2 separate regions of the Sus scrofa genome follow, and region 1 is linked to region 2. Evidence: chromatin contacts called from public Hi-C data. All regions are on one chromosome and are shown on one strand. Each heading gives the region's core, a stretch centred on a gene start, on an enhancer-like site or on the middle of the called end of the contact. The rest is flanking DNA. Distances are from core to core; before and after follow the strand shown.

Region 1 (7,485 bases), core at 4,485-6,984, 160 kb before region 2:
TTCAATCCAACTGGAGGATCATCACCCTCATTCACAGATGAATAGGACCCTGGGTCCTGAAATACTCAATGTTCTGTCCAATGTCCCCTGCAAGGATGAGGCACAGCTGGGACTAAAACCCAAGTGTGAGTCCCCAAAGCTTGCTCTGGTTGCACTGGCCATGTTGCCCTCACAGAGCCCCTAGTCCAAACCATATGCCACCAGGGGAAGCCGAGCCTCTCCTAACATCCTTTCCAAACTGAGTCCTCCAAGGGGATGTCACTGACATCAGAGATTAGCACTGGCCAATGCTCTTGGAAGAGGCAGAGGAGGCCACATCAGTCCCCCAAATGACCCTGAGCTGACCTTTACACCTCTCTCAGCCTCAATTTCCCAGCTATAAACTGGAGCGGGGCTGAGCTATCTCTGAAGTCCTTTCTAGATCCACTAGACTCTTATTGGGATGATGCCATGTCCCCCCTTCTCAAAGAATAACTGGTCTGCTTGAAGCCCTGTTGCTGAGTTTCCATGAGTTCACAAAGGCACACACACACCCAGGCACACTCACATCCTCACACACACACACACACACACACACACACACACACCCCTTTCACAACATGTACACTCACAATCTCACATAGACATGCATACATACATACATGCACATATACACACAGTCACATATATTCATATACACATACTATCACACACTCAAATGCATATACACAAAGTCCCCCTTTCTCCCTCTCTCTGTGTCTCTCTGTTCTTCAGATGACAGTTTAGAACCCACCCAATGTGTTTCCCACGCCAAGGGAGGAGGCTGCCCTACTGAGTCCTGGTCCAGCTAGAGCCCTGCATCCCTCTGTTCCCAGCCTCGCTGGGCTGCCTTCACAGCCCAGGCCACCTTGTCCAAGCACAACCATGCAGACTCCATTGACAGAAGATTCCAGAACACCCTGAGCCCCAGATGAGGCAATGTTCTCAGCTCTCAAGCTTGGAACATCTGCAGGATGGAATATTTGCCATTAGAATTCTTTATTGTATAAACATACAACTCACCAGTCATTGATTATGGAAGTGTCCATGCCAGAGATGCCAAGAGCCTACTATACCATATTTCATGGGATTTTTACCGTAACCACATGGGGGAAGTGGCAGGTCTCAACCCAAGTGTGTTCATCTCCAGCGTGCCAACGCTATGTTGCTAAGCTCCGTGTTGCTTTCCAGCTTTCCAAGACCACTGCTGATCTGGATTCTGCTAGCTGCTGAATCCACCCAAAATCACTTCCATTAATGCTATCATCCAAGTCTTAATAATGATGAGAACAAGGAGGAGGAGGAAAAAAAGGAAAAGGCTAAGGTACTGAACTGAAAGGGAGACTTCAGCATGCTGCCTGCCCTCCTTGAGTGTCACCTCTCTCATGGGCACCAGCACTGCATTCCGCACTCAGGCAAGTGCAAAGGACATCCTAGCGAACTCCTTCTGGGGCCCCAGCTAAGCTTGGTCCACTCTGTGGCAATCGCCAAATGGAAGCTTCTCAAATGGAAAATGATAGGAGTCTGACGTGGCTTGTTCCTGAAGCACCCCTGCTGGCTTCTAATGCTCCTCCCCTCTTGCTGAGAGACCACAGGCTCTTTCCCAGGGTCAAGAGCAGACTTGGAGCCTCATCCAGCTCCAGGCTAATGCACCCCCATCACGATCCCCCCCACCTCTCAGAGGACCTCTGCAGATGTGTGAGGTCTTCTCTGGGTCATTCCAGCCCCTGGACAGTGAGTTCTGGGTCAGGAGACCACATGCACAGAAGCTCAGGGCTGCCTCTGTCCCCCTTTCCTACATGGACCTACCCATGCCCTTGGCAACTGGAGGATGGTTCACTGTTCAGACATTCCCTGGGCAAAGCAGAGCTGCTCTTTCCTCTTTCTCCTTCCACAGACACCAGTGCTTCTGGCAGCCAGTGGATCTATGCAGCCCTTGTTCTTCTGCTCGCATCCAGTATTAAAGGGCCCTTTGCTGTTCTCCACTCCCCTCAATAGCCTCAGTTCATTCTGCGCTCTCGCTCCCTGACACTATTTACTCATCCTCGTTGCTCCCGTGCATGTCCTGAGAAGGGGCTCTTCTTGTGTTCCCTGGTTCTTTCAGTCTGAGCCACACAGACCTCCTTCAGTACCACCACTGTCTTCCTACTGAAAGAACTTGATTTCAGTCGCAGACTCTCCATGCTTTCCCTAGCCCTTAGATCATGAGATCATGAAGTGATGATCTTGGCAACCTTCAGAAACCAAGCTCCCCATGACGATCGGGTGTCTCACCATGTCCATCTTTCCCCACCAGTGGGGCTCCTTCTCCCTCTGAGCCCCCGTTTCCCTGGCCTCCAACCATGATTCTACTAACCCAGACAGGAAGGGCTCCATTCTGAGACATGAAGCCTTACCTACCTCATGATATAAAGCACGTTTCTCTGTTCATTACCTTTCCTGGGGCACTGGCTGCAGACTCCCATCATTCCTTCATCTGAGAAGCACTGACCACATTCTACCTTACTGATCCTGCTCCAACCATGCCATCCCAGGAGGCTTCCAGCTTCACATCCTCATAGAGGTTAAGGGCGCAGGTTCTAGGGTGAGCATGCTTGGGTCAAAGACAGCTGGGCTCTTACCAATCACGTGACCCTGGATAAGTTGATGCTTCCCTCCTTGCCTCTGTTTTCTCATCGTGGATCACCTTGGTGCCCACTTCATCAGGTGATTGTAAAGAATAAATGGGTTAACATATCTAGAGTGCTAAAGAGCCTGGCTCAACAAACGTTAGGTAGCATCAATTTATTATTGCATGCACTAGTGCTGAAGTTTAGAGTCAACCTCATGGCTGCTTTTCTTCTACTCGTGCCCTCCCAGGGGCCAGCACACAATAGGGTTTAGTAAGTGGCCAAATGGCCTGGGCAGTTTCCTCCTCCCCACTCCATTTACTGAAGCAAGAACTCTTTGCAAACAACTGGACAACCTCATGTCCCTGAGACGTCTGCAGATCCACACCACCCCAAGTTAGCTGGCCAGCATCCAGCTGTTCCAAGCTGAAGTTCACAAACCAGATCTTACTCAGTGATACCATCTATACTAACAGCCAGCATCTTTCTGTATCTTCCTTCCTTTCAGCTAAAACAAACCAGAACAGAAAAAAACCTCATGCCCCTCAATACTTGGGTTTCCCTAGAATTGGGAGCTTCTTTTGGGGAAGATTTCTGGGGATAATCATCCAACCAACTCTTCCATGTGTGGATTGTGAGGTACTGCGTTTTCCATATATTTTCAAGGCATCTGCCTCGCCTGGAACCCAAGAAAATCAGAAATGTCAGAGTTGTCCAGTCCTTCCTGGAGGCTAGCTGGTGGTGCCATGACACTGGGGAAGAGGAGGACTTCCCAGCTGGCCCTCAAAGGCTCCATGTCCAGCCGTGCCTACACCCCTCTAGCAGCAATTCCTGCTATGTCCACAAAACCAAACGCAGGATCCCCAGGATGTAGCCAGTTCCCAGGCCCACAGAGAGGTCAGCTTCAGTCCTAACACAGCTTGGCCACATGGACCAATTCCAGATCAGCCTTCAGGGGAAAAGTCTATGGTTTATATGAAAGACTGCCCAGCCAGACTCTGAAGTAGCATCGTGGACTAGAAAAAAGGGAAGATACATCCTATTGACGAAAGAAAAGAAATTACAAAGCACTAAAGCACTGTAGCTCAAGACTTAGCCCTGTATCAAAACAAAAAAAAAAAAAACAACAAAAAACCACACACAAAAAAACTAATGAGATTATTTATTTCAAGGAAAAGCTGTCACCTCCTAGATTTTTGAAAAAGACCTCTGCTGAGCAAAGACATGAGAGTTCTAAATCATTGGAAAAGCATCCCTTCCTTCTCCCCCCACCAAAGCTAACCCATGGAAAGTTACTGGTTAAATGATGTAAAAGACAATTTAACTCTTCAATCCAGAGAGCAGTCTCCCCCCAAAAAAAGTGCATGCTACACCTATGAATTTGTCCAACATACTTTGATATAAAGTGGAAAAAAAATTCTTTCAACCAACACTGAAATCTTCTTCCATCATTCTTAATTTTGGCTAATTCTGTGTGATTTATCTATTGGCAAATTTTCCTTTGCACATCAACTGAAAAGTTAAATCAGCTGAATTATCACTAAAAATCACAACAAATTCAAAAGATGGATTAATTATAAGAAGAACAAAAAGCTTCAAGTGTTGGGCAGTGATTAGCAGCTTTAAAAACAAACAAGTTTTCTTTTTACAACTTAAGTGTGTATACAGTATGTGTATATGTGTGTTTGAACACATAGCTATATATGCCATACAAATATTAAATAAGGAAATCATGTCTCTCTGGCAAGATTAAATTTTTAAGAAATGAAAAAAATTACTTTAATATACAATACCTTCTACTGTATTCCTCAAAAACTAATCAAATTTGTTTTTCTATATTTCTTAAGTTTGTGTCTAAGGCAATCCTTGATATTAAGATGAAGCATTTTCACTGTGTGAAAACATTAATTTTAAATGCCACAATAATTGTAATAAGAAGTTTGAATCATTCAACAATGATTGTGAAATCAAATTTTGCATACCAACAGCACTGACAAGTATAGATATACTTTAGAAATTTACAGTTGATTGCTTATTTCAACTCTCACCCTTGCATATGTAAAGCCTTGGTCACCCTATTGTCTTCCCCAAACTGAGGTGTTTTTGTTTTTTTTTTTCCGTTAAAGCTGACCAAACCGCGTTTTAAATGCCACCCTCACTCTCCCCACCGACTTGGCTTTTGCACTGCCTCCACAGAAGGATGGTGTGGCCCCATGTCCCTTAAATGTTCCTGCAAGATTTAGCTTCCTGGTGCTGGCTGTGTCTATTACTAAAGGCAAAATGCTAAGAAAAGGATTCCATAAATGCCTTGTCTTTAAAATTTTCAGTGCACTCTGAAAACTCAGAGATTTTTCAACTTGACCCTTTATGTATTTTTCCCACAATAGGCATTGAACAGGTAACACACCCAGATCTTTGGATAGAATCTGTTGCAGATGCACCGTTATTACCCTAGTGCCCAGCACAAGCCCTGGCTGAAAATAATGGAGCAGCACACCGTGAGTGAAGGGGTGGATGGAGGAATTAAAATAATTGCAGCTCAAAAAGTCAACCTATGATAAATAAATAAATATATATATATATATTCAAGGTTTAATTCTTGCTGAGGGGAAGGAAAGGAGGAAGAAGGTGGGAGGAGAGAGACGGAGACAGAAGAGGAAAGAGAAAGGGAAGGATAGGGAAATCGGTAATAAAAAAATGGACAGGAAAAAGTGAGACAGATGAGAGATAAATACAGGAAGAGATAAAAGACAAAAGACAGAGGCAGAGGGAAGGGTCAGGAGTAGCACAGGAGGGGAAAAAAAAAAAAAAGGAGAGATGGAGAAAGCTGGTAACAGCGGGAGGGCAACAACCGGGCAGTCAAAGGCAGGACTGAGAACTTGCCCTGGGGAAAGGACCGTAGAAATGAGATGACTCCCGACCCCCGCGCCCACTCGCGGCCCTGTCCCGGAGGGCAGGACAGTGGGTCTCACCTCGGCTCTCCTGCGGCGCTGGGCACTGGGGACGCGCTGGGGACGCGCTGGCAGCCACGGCCGCCTGCAGGTCAGAGGCGCCTCGCAAGGGTCGGAACTTGGCGCGCGAGCCCTGGGGGCTGGCCGGACCCCGCCTTCCCGAGCCGCTCCCGCCTCTGGGGCGGAGCCTCGGGCGCCGCCCCGCCCCTGGGGGCCCAGGGGCCTTCGGGGAGGGGCCTGCGAGTGGGCTGAAACCGCCGAGAGGGGCGCTGAGGAGACGCGCTTCCTGGACAACGCCGGCCAGAGGCCCCGAACGCGAGGGCGAGCGCCGGTTTCGCGACCTCTCGGCGGAGCCTGGCCCTCCCACGAACTCAGCTCGGAAGACCCAGGCCCTGCGTCCCACTGGCTCCGGCCTCGCTCGGCGCCTCCCAGCTGAGGGACCGAGGAGGGTGCCCTGACTCGGGCCGCTCCACAGTGCGCTCAGCCGCCGCTGCCTTTGGAGGTGGCGTCTGGGCCACAGCGGAGGCTGCACTTGCCGCTGTTCACTCGCCCCCTGCGCCGCGACTTCTTCCTTTTTGGGTCAGTGGGACCCGGGCGACAGCCAGATTCCTCAGATGGTCCGTGCCTTGCAGCTGCGGATCCTCCGTGCGTTGCCCAGCTCCCAGGACTTTCCTCCCCGTCCAGGCTGAGCGCCGCGGGAGCTCCATCTTTGTGGCGCCCTGAGAGTCTCCCAGACTTCGCTGGAGCAGAGCCTCGGCCTCTTTGCCTTTCCTGGCCCTCCTAAGTTCTGAAATGGCAGCATTGTGCCAAGTAATGGTGAGTTCTGTGACTTCACAGAATGCGAAGGTGTCAGGGAATTTACCTGCCCATGGAGGCTGGGACAGGCCAGGGCCTGAAGGGTGGCGACGGGAGGGAATGCCTTCTGAGTGGCTACATTCAGGCCAGGGCTTGGCCCACGTAGGACTTTCCCCTGTAAGGAGGATGAGGGGAGATGGACGTGGAGTCTCAGGAGTTATTGCAGTGGCAGCCAGGAGAATGGCTCCCATTCAGTTTAGCAGATTAGAGAGGGGAAGAGAGACTCCTAGAGGAACTGAGTCCCTGTTCCTTCCTTTCTTCCTTAACTCAGTAAATGTTCTGGATGCCCTTGAGGGGAGAGAGTGTGGGGATACAAGGTGATAAAGCTCTGTGCTTTTCCTCAAGGTTAGGGAGCATCTTCACACAGATAAGATTGTAAAGGAACAAAATTATGATGAGTCTGAGGTGCAAAAGATGAGATTCAGAATAGACATTAAAGCTCTGGATAATGGTCCCCAAAGCAAACTTTTCTTCTATGAGGAGAGCCCATTAATGAATATGAATGTGAGAAATCAAATCCCTAATGTGCTGTTCACATAGTGAAATTATAGAACTTCTAGGGCCTCGATAATAATCTGTCTACTTAGAATTTTGTATTTAACTGAACTATTATGCAAGAGTGAGCACAAAACAGATATTTTCAGAGGTACAAAGCCTAAGTTGAAACCTTCACAACCTTGGTGAAAGAACTACTAAAGAATGTGTTTCAGAAGGAGGGAAGCTGAACCCAGATGAAAGGAGAAGATTTCAAGAAACAATGACCAACATTGAGGTGTCAGCAGGGTTGGTTTCTATTGAGGCTTCTTCCTGGATTGCATATGGCTCCCTTCCCTCTGTGTCCTCTACTGGGCATTCATTGTGACTGTGTGGGAAGATAGCCATGGTGACTTTTCTTATGAGGACACCAGATCTATAGGATTAGGGTCCAATCCTTATGACCTCATTTAACCTAATCACCTCTGTAAAGGCCCAACATCCAAATGCAGTCACATTAGGATTATATTAATTTGGAAGGAGGGGCACAATTCAGTCCATAGCATTAAGTAAATATT
Region 2 (7,196 bases), core at 2,454-4,953:
TCACAGAGTCCCCTAGACACAAGGTACACAGATATTCAGTCCCACCTCCATTTACTAATCTGGATCCGCAGAGACAGGACCATGGAATATGGAATTTTAATAAGAATCTCAGCTGATACCCTTCTCTTTCAGGCAAACAGAGAAGACTGTGAGAGCCCATGTGTTTCAGAGCACATACTCATGGGTAGCTTGAGAAAGAAACACACACACCCAGGCCACAGGGCTGCCACTAACATTCATTTACCAGCTTCTTCGAAAATATTAGGCTACAGGTAGACCAACAGAGAGAGCTGCAAATAAGTGTCCTGACACAAGGACACTGTGTTCCAAGAGGCTCGGGTTCTCTAGTCCTTGATCAAATTAGCTGCTCCTTCCTTCCATGACACAAGCACGGAACAGCTCTAATCCTGACCAAATGGCAACAGCAGCTTGTTACAGGAGAAGCTGAGATGCCTGTGTCATGCTTTCAGAATAATAAAGATTTGTACATTTGGTTCTAAGTGTCTTTGAAGGTTTAGCAGTGGCTAAAGCAAATCCGTCAGTAAACCTAAAAGAAATATAATTAAACAATCTTTGAACATCACAAAACCTGAGCACACAGGTGAGCATTTCCCTGTGGGAACACTCTGAGTGTGCTTGCTGTCACCCTAGGGTGACACTCTTTCTCTCTCCATCTCTCTCAGCCTCTTTTTCCTTACTTTTAACTGCAGGGATGGAAATTCAGTTGCAAGGCTACCTTCAAACCACCCCAAAGGTAGTGATATAAAATCATCTTGTGTGTGTGTGTGGTGTCTTTTTAGGGCCACACCCACAGTATATGGAGGTTCCCAGGCTAAGGACTGAATTGGAGCTGTAGCTGCTGGCCTACGCCACAGCCACAGCCACAGCAATACCGGATCCTTAACCACTGAGAGAGGCCAGGGATCGAACCCTCATCCTCATGGATCCTAGATGGGTTCATTAACCACAGAGCCACAATGGGAACTCCCTAAAACCATTGTTTTATATGAGTTCTGTAGGTCAGGGCTTTGGCTGAGGCACAGTGCAGATAGCTTGTCTCTTTCCTGCCAGTCTGCGGACTCTGTCGGGAAGACCCAAAAGTCAGGAGAATTCTAGGGCAGGTGCTGGAGTTATTTGGAGGCTTCTCTCACATGCCGGTGAAACGGCTGACAGGCTGAGCTCAGCTGAGACTGTCCCTGGCACTCCCACATGTGGCCTCTCCAGGATGGGGCCTCAGGCTCATGCGCGTCCTTACATAGTGGCTGTGTTGCCTTTTGTAACGTAACCTCATGCAGATCACTTCAACTGTGCCCTCTTGGTCAAAGACATCACAAGCCAACCCAGCTTCAAGGGAAGGAGACTTAGGCCCCAGCTATCAATGGGAAGAAGGTCAAAGAATTTGAGGGCCATTTTCTTAAACCTCCGACATGCAGCTTAAAACATTGAACAACTTGTGCAGCACAGGTGCCCTGTGTGCACAACTCTAGGGCTGAAGCAGCAGCATGTAAGAGACCCTGCAGGTCCGGACCTCAATCCTTAGTGCTGAACTGTGGGGCTGTCTGCAAGGCCTCAGGCAAGGCTCTCCAGTGGTGATGATTCTGTTTTTCTTTCCTTTGTTCAAGTCCTCCCCCAGAATTCCTTTCAGTGCTGAGTCACTGTGTCACTTTATTTACATCAAAGCCCTTCAGAAAGAACTCAGAAGACCCCTGTCATCCTTTGGAATGCTGGTTCTCTGGGCAGAGGACTCCCTTGTGGCCCATTCAAAAGCTGGCCCGTGTGTCCAACAGGAGCCTCAAGAATATCCGTGACCAAGGAGACAGCCCAGGAAACGTGGTCATGTCCAACTAAGTGCCCAGCAAGGGAATCTGTTTAGCAGAACCATGCAGTTCATCCATTACTCCAGATGGAGCTGAAAGGAGCTCTCTCGTCCCCACAGGGTCCAGGAAGCAGGGGTCTCCTCAGATTAGAGAGACACTCTCTCTTCCAGGGGTCACAGCTAGAGCATCATAGGAGGTCACATGGCCCCCTCTGAGCTGGCTCCTGTTCAGCTGAGGGCGTTCTCTAGAGAAGGGGCTGGCGAGGTGTTATTAGCTAACTCTGGTGGTGGTTGGGGAAGGGGGCACAGGCTGGCAAAGGGACTTGGCCATGACACTGGTAATAATCCGCTGTACCTCTAAATCATTTTTGCTGGAATAAGCTTTTGGGTACTTCTGACAAAACAGGTGCAGGCACATTCCTAAGGTACTTTTGCAATTGCTTTTGGGGATTTTCTTTCTTTTTTAAAAATGTTTCTTCATACTTAAAGATAACTGGGGGGTCTGATCAGTTTGATTTCAGCAAGGAAGGAGAATGAGAGGGTCCATATGCCCTGCTTGTGGCTCTATAACAAAAAGTGTTGTGTTTTCTCTCTGCAAGACATCATGTATTCATGTACTTCCTCATTATCCTCGGATCCAAGGTTTCCTATTCTCTGAAGTTGGATTCATTTTCTTCCGTTGAAATGCCTGGTAGGGGAGGGCAGAAGCTGATCTAGTGAACTGAGTTCAGAGTTTGCCCGAAAGTGTGACTTGAGACATTTTCCTTCAGAACAGGAGTCTGCGAGCTATCCAATGCCCTTTCATAAATCCCTTTCTGCTAAGTGTCTCTATTGTGTATAATCATGGCGTTTATGGCATCAGAGGATAGTTATCTGTTTAGGTTCTCCTTCCAAAAAGCTATGAGCCCCTTGAGATTTTGTTCCTTTGGGAGCATGCAGTGCCTGGCACACAGCAGACACTCCATGAATGTGTTCGAATGAACGACAACAAACAAAAGTGTGGATTTTCGGGAAACAGAAGACTCAACAGCCATCGAGACTGAGCTAATTTTTCATCATCTCTGATTCTGAGAAGATGCTCTGGGCTTTTTGGACTTCCCAAGGGGGGACCCCTACTCAGTGAACCCAATGCAAATAGTCCTGAAACCAATCTAATGAGCAACTCTTTTGGCACCGACTTGGCCCCAGGCCCTGTTTCAGATTCTGACACTGCTATGACAAACAAGCCCTGCAGAATCAGACCCTAGTTGAACCCTTTTTAAAAGATCTTGCAATCCCTGACCACCAGTCCCAATGGCCAGAACTAGCTCTGCCCACCAGTGTCGGTTTCTTGCTGCCGGGTGATAGGTCTGGCATTGCTGGACTTGAATTTTTCCAGTTTCTCCTTGAGCACGGCAAGAGTCACCTTGCTGAGGGTTGAATATTTGGACTACATCAGGATTCTCTTGGTAAGACACAAAAGGAGGAATCAAATTGAGGTCAACATCCTGTGTTGTCTGTTACCACGGCCAAGCACACTACCTGCAACAGAGTTGGAGCTGGCCAGGTAAGTCTTCATTAGGAAGGTTAAACTTGATAGCATCTCAAAGGATGGCTTAGAGCTTATCAGTGAGACAGGACAGGGAAGAACATTCCAGGCAGAGGAGGAATGCAAACATACTAAGAAGTCTGGTCTCCATCACACAACAGGAATGGTATGTTCCTGGCACTGGAGGTGGGATGGTCAAAAGATAAAAATGTTGTCAGAGGCCAAGTCAGGGAGGGCTCGAGCCATCAAGCTGAGAAGTTCAAACTGTTTCCTGGCCAACAGGGGCCTTTCAGGGGTCAGGCAGGGGGCATCTGGGATGGATCTGAGCAAGATTCTCCGGAAAGTAAATGTGCCTGCCTGAGTCTGGAGGTGGGGAGCACAGCACTGAAGCTATTGCAACTACAGATAGCAATTCCCTCCATCCTCCCAGCCTTGTGCTTTGTGGTCCTGGGGGTGACTCCCAAGGAGGAAGCTTGCCTTGGCCACTCTCCTGATTCTGGAAAGTCTTTCCCCATAGTTGTGATAGAGCCCCGGGCCACTGTGTCTCTGTCCTCTAATGCGGAGTGAATGCTGATTGCCACAGCTCTCCTCCTCAGCCCATAAATTCTGAAATAGCTCTGTGAGCCCTGAGTCTGTGTCTGAGGTTCTAGGTACTTCCATGGTCTTGAGTGGGTGTCCACGTTCCCACATGGTATTGGGCTGAAGTGGACCCTGTCTGATTCCCCAGTGACCTGTGACTACCTTTGTTCCCCGGCCAGCCCATTTCTGGCTCTGGCTCTGGCCTGGCCCTTGGGCTGCACTCTGATGGGATTCTGGGGCTACCAGCTTAAAGATTAGGGCTTATACTATCTCTGTGATGTCCCCTGGAGCTGGACTCCCATCAGCATCTCCCAGACCAAACCCTGGGGGTGCCTGGAACTCAGCCATGACTGGATGCACTCATCTCACTCTGTCCCGGACGGTCAGCTCTGACCCAGGGCCACAGCTTTACAGCCAAGCCTTCCTCCTCAGAACTCAGTATTTCTCCCACTCCCAGAATGCCTTGCTGCCAGAGTGAGTGGGCGTAAACCCTAACCTCCCTACCCTATTGCCCCCAGCTCTGCTGTCTGTAGCTCCTCATAGACAAGTTCACCATCCCTTACCTCCGTCCCACCCTGTCATAAATTCATCTTCATTGAAACAGGAGTCAGTCATCTAAGTTCTGCCCCTGGCCTAGTGGGACATGAGCCAGCCCACCCTATGTTGCTGACCTATCACTGACCCCAGACTCTGCTGGTTCCCCATGTCTGACTGGGGCTTGTTGACCCATGCTGCCCTTTGTCTCAGTGCCTTCTACCTTCCCAGGCTGATTTTGTTCCCCTGACAGACCCATCCCTACATTTGTATTCTAAGGAAACACACCAGCTGGGGCAGGACCTTTCATACCTTAGGTGAAGCCACTTCTCTGCCAATACCACCCTTGCACAAGCAGGCAGAGCCCAGCACTGCCTGGATGCAGCAGGCAGCACCAAGCTGGCCCAGAAACCTGCTCTCGCAGTGCCCTCTTGTGGCAACTCCAACTAGCGGGAAAGCTAAATGTCAACGTGGGCAGATGGACACCCACTGCCCAGGGTATGTGGGGGCGGGGGAGATCCTGGCCCTCATCAGCACTGGGTGCAGGGAATCCCATATTTTCGTGTACATCAGCTTTTTGGAGTGTCCTCACTGCTGAGCAGTTTCTCCACTTAGATTTTAAAAACGCTCACCTTGCTGTACAGTGGGAAAAAAAAAAAAAAAAAAAAACGCTCACCTGTGCTGACCCTCAGTGGGTCTCTGCTGTGCTCACCCCCTTGGCCCATTTTGTTCCCTTGGGAAGGAACTACCCAAGGCCACCTGGCTGGACACAATCAAGATACACCTTGGGCTTCAAAGCCAGTTATGCTCACACTGACTCCATGTTTTTCTTTAATTAAGCAGTAACTAGGAGTTCCCGTCATGCTACGGTGGAAATAAATCCAACTAGGAACCATTAGGTTGTGGGTTGGATCCCTGGCCTTGCTCAGTGGGTTAAGGATATGGCGTTGCCATGAGCTGTGGTATAGGCTGCAGACTCGGCTCGGATCCTGCATTGCTGTGGCTGTGGTATAGGCTGGCTGCCACAGCTCTAATTTGACCCCTGGCCTGGGAACCTCCAAATGCCACGGTGCAGCCCTTAAAGAAAAAAAAAAGGGGTAGCTATAATAGGAAAGCACCGATAAATTGGACCTCATCAAAATTTCAAGCTTCACCAGCAAGAAAATTGATAGACAAGTTAGAGACTGGGAGAAAGTACTCACAATACATACCAAACAAGGGACTTCATGCTGGAATATTTAAGAATTCCTACAACTCTCAGTCAAAAAAAAAACAAACTTCCAGTTCTAAGAAGAATAAATTCCGGAGTTCTCATATATAGCATAGTGATTACAGTTAATAATACTGTATTATATACTTGCAAGTTGATAAGATAGTAGCTCTTGAATGTTCTCAAAACAAAACAAATGGTAATTATGTGACATGATACAAGTCATACCTAAGGCTGTGATGGTAATCGTTTTGCAGTACATAAGTGGATCAGATCAACACTATGTATACTTTCAACACATACAATATTATATGTCAATTACCTACTGATAAGGCTGGAGAAAAAAAGATTTCCTACAACTCAATAATTAAAAGCCCAATTTTAAAAAGGGCAAAAGGGAGTTCCCTTCGTGGCACAGTGGAAACTAATCTGACTATCATCCATGAGGACACAGGTTTGATCCCTGGTCTCACTCAGTGGGTTAAGGATCCAGCATTGCCGTGAGCTGTGACATAGGTCACAGACCTGGCTCAGATCCCAAGTTGCTGTGGCTGTGGTGTAAGCCAGCAGCTACAGCTCTGATTTGACCCCTAGCCTGGGAACTTCCATGTGCCACAGGTGCAGACCTAAAAAGACAATCAATCAATCAATAAAATAGGCAAAAATCTTGAGAAAACACTTTGCAAAGGAATATATACAAAAAGCACATAAGATGCATATAAAAACTGCATGTGTGCTAAAAATTTCAAATAGGCCCTTCTATTTTGCTGGCAAGAAAGTAAATAATGTAAAAACTTTTGAAAAAGGCTGGTCATCTCTTATAAATTTAAATATATATCCTACTGTATGATCCAGCAATTCCATTCATTTCAAACAAGTGAAAACTCACCTCTAACAAAAAGACTTGTTCAATGTTCATAAAAGCCTCATCATAAAAGACAAAAATGAGAAACAATCCCAATAGGTACCACAAGGAAATGAATAAACAAATTGTGATATATCCATGCAATGAAATATTAACAGGCAATAAAAAGAAAATGAACAATTGGTGCATGTTACAGCACAGAAGAATCTCAGAAACATATTTTTGAGCAAAAGAAGCCAGACGTGTGTGATTCCAGTTATATGAAAACTAATCTACAGTGAAGGAAATCAGACTAGTAATTGCCTTGGGATTCGGGAATGTAGCAGAGATTAACTGGAAGGGGAACAAAGGAAGTTTCTGGAATGTTAGAAATGTCCTAAATCTTATAAAAAGTGGGTTACAGGAGTTCATGCATTCGCCAAACATAATGAATTGTAAAACAAGATTTGTACATTTTGTTGCATGTGAATTATTCAATAGAAATATTACAAATAAAGCTTCTATGAACATTTGAGTGCAGATTTTTGTGTGGACTTAACTTTTAATTTCTCCAATAAATTTCTGGGAATGTGATTGCTGAGTAAGATGATAAATGCTCAGTGGACTCTTAGGATGTTTGGGGTTATTTTTTATTGGAAAAAATGCTGCAATAAACCTCCTCATA

The links. A called contact is a pair of places that touch in the nucleus more often than the background predicts.
Region 1: a Hi-C map of adipocytes shows a contact between it and region 2, with 2.6 times the contacts expected there. The contact joins the promoter of ZNF488 here to the enhancer-like site in region 2. A contact is called at or near these places in 1 of 5 promoter capture datasets (liver), 15 of 47 Hi-C or Micro-C datasets (adipocytes, adipose tissue, brain and 10 more) and 1 of 2 datasets of contacts at active chromatin or transcription factors (skeletal muscle).

The regions. Positions count from the first base shown.
Region 1 is chr14:88,472,387-88,479,871 of Sscrofa11.1, reverse strand. ZNF488 (zinc finger protein 488) reads right to left here and starts at 5,734. Exons shown (of 6, transcript XR_002338455.1): 1 at 5,600-5,734.
Region 2 is chr14:88,312,513-88,319,708 of Sscrofa11.1, reverse strand. ANXA8 (annexin A8) reads left to right here. Exons shown (of 12, transcript NM_001243599.1): 12 at 1-493. Among named protein-coding and RNA genes, the nearest start is that of ANXA8, 21 kb to the left of the region's middle. Within about 2 kb of position 3,703, at least 7 of the 83 cell types and tissues checked have an H3K27ac peak or open chromatin away from gene starts, as enhancers often do. A contact at or near this core is called in adipose tissue, mesenteric adipose tissue and omental adipose tissue, where this site is marked.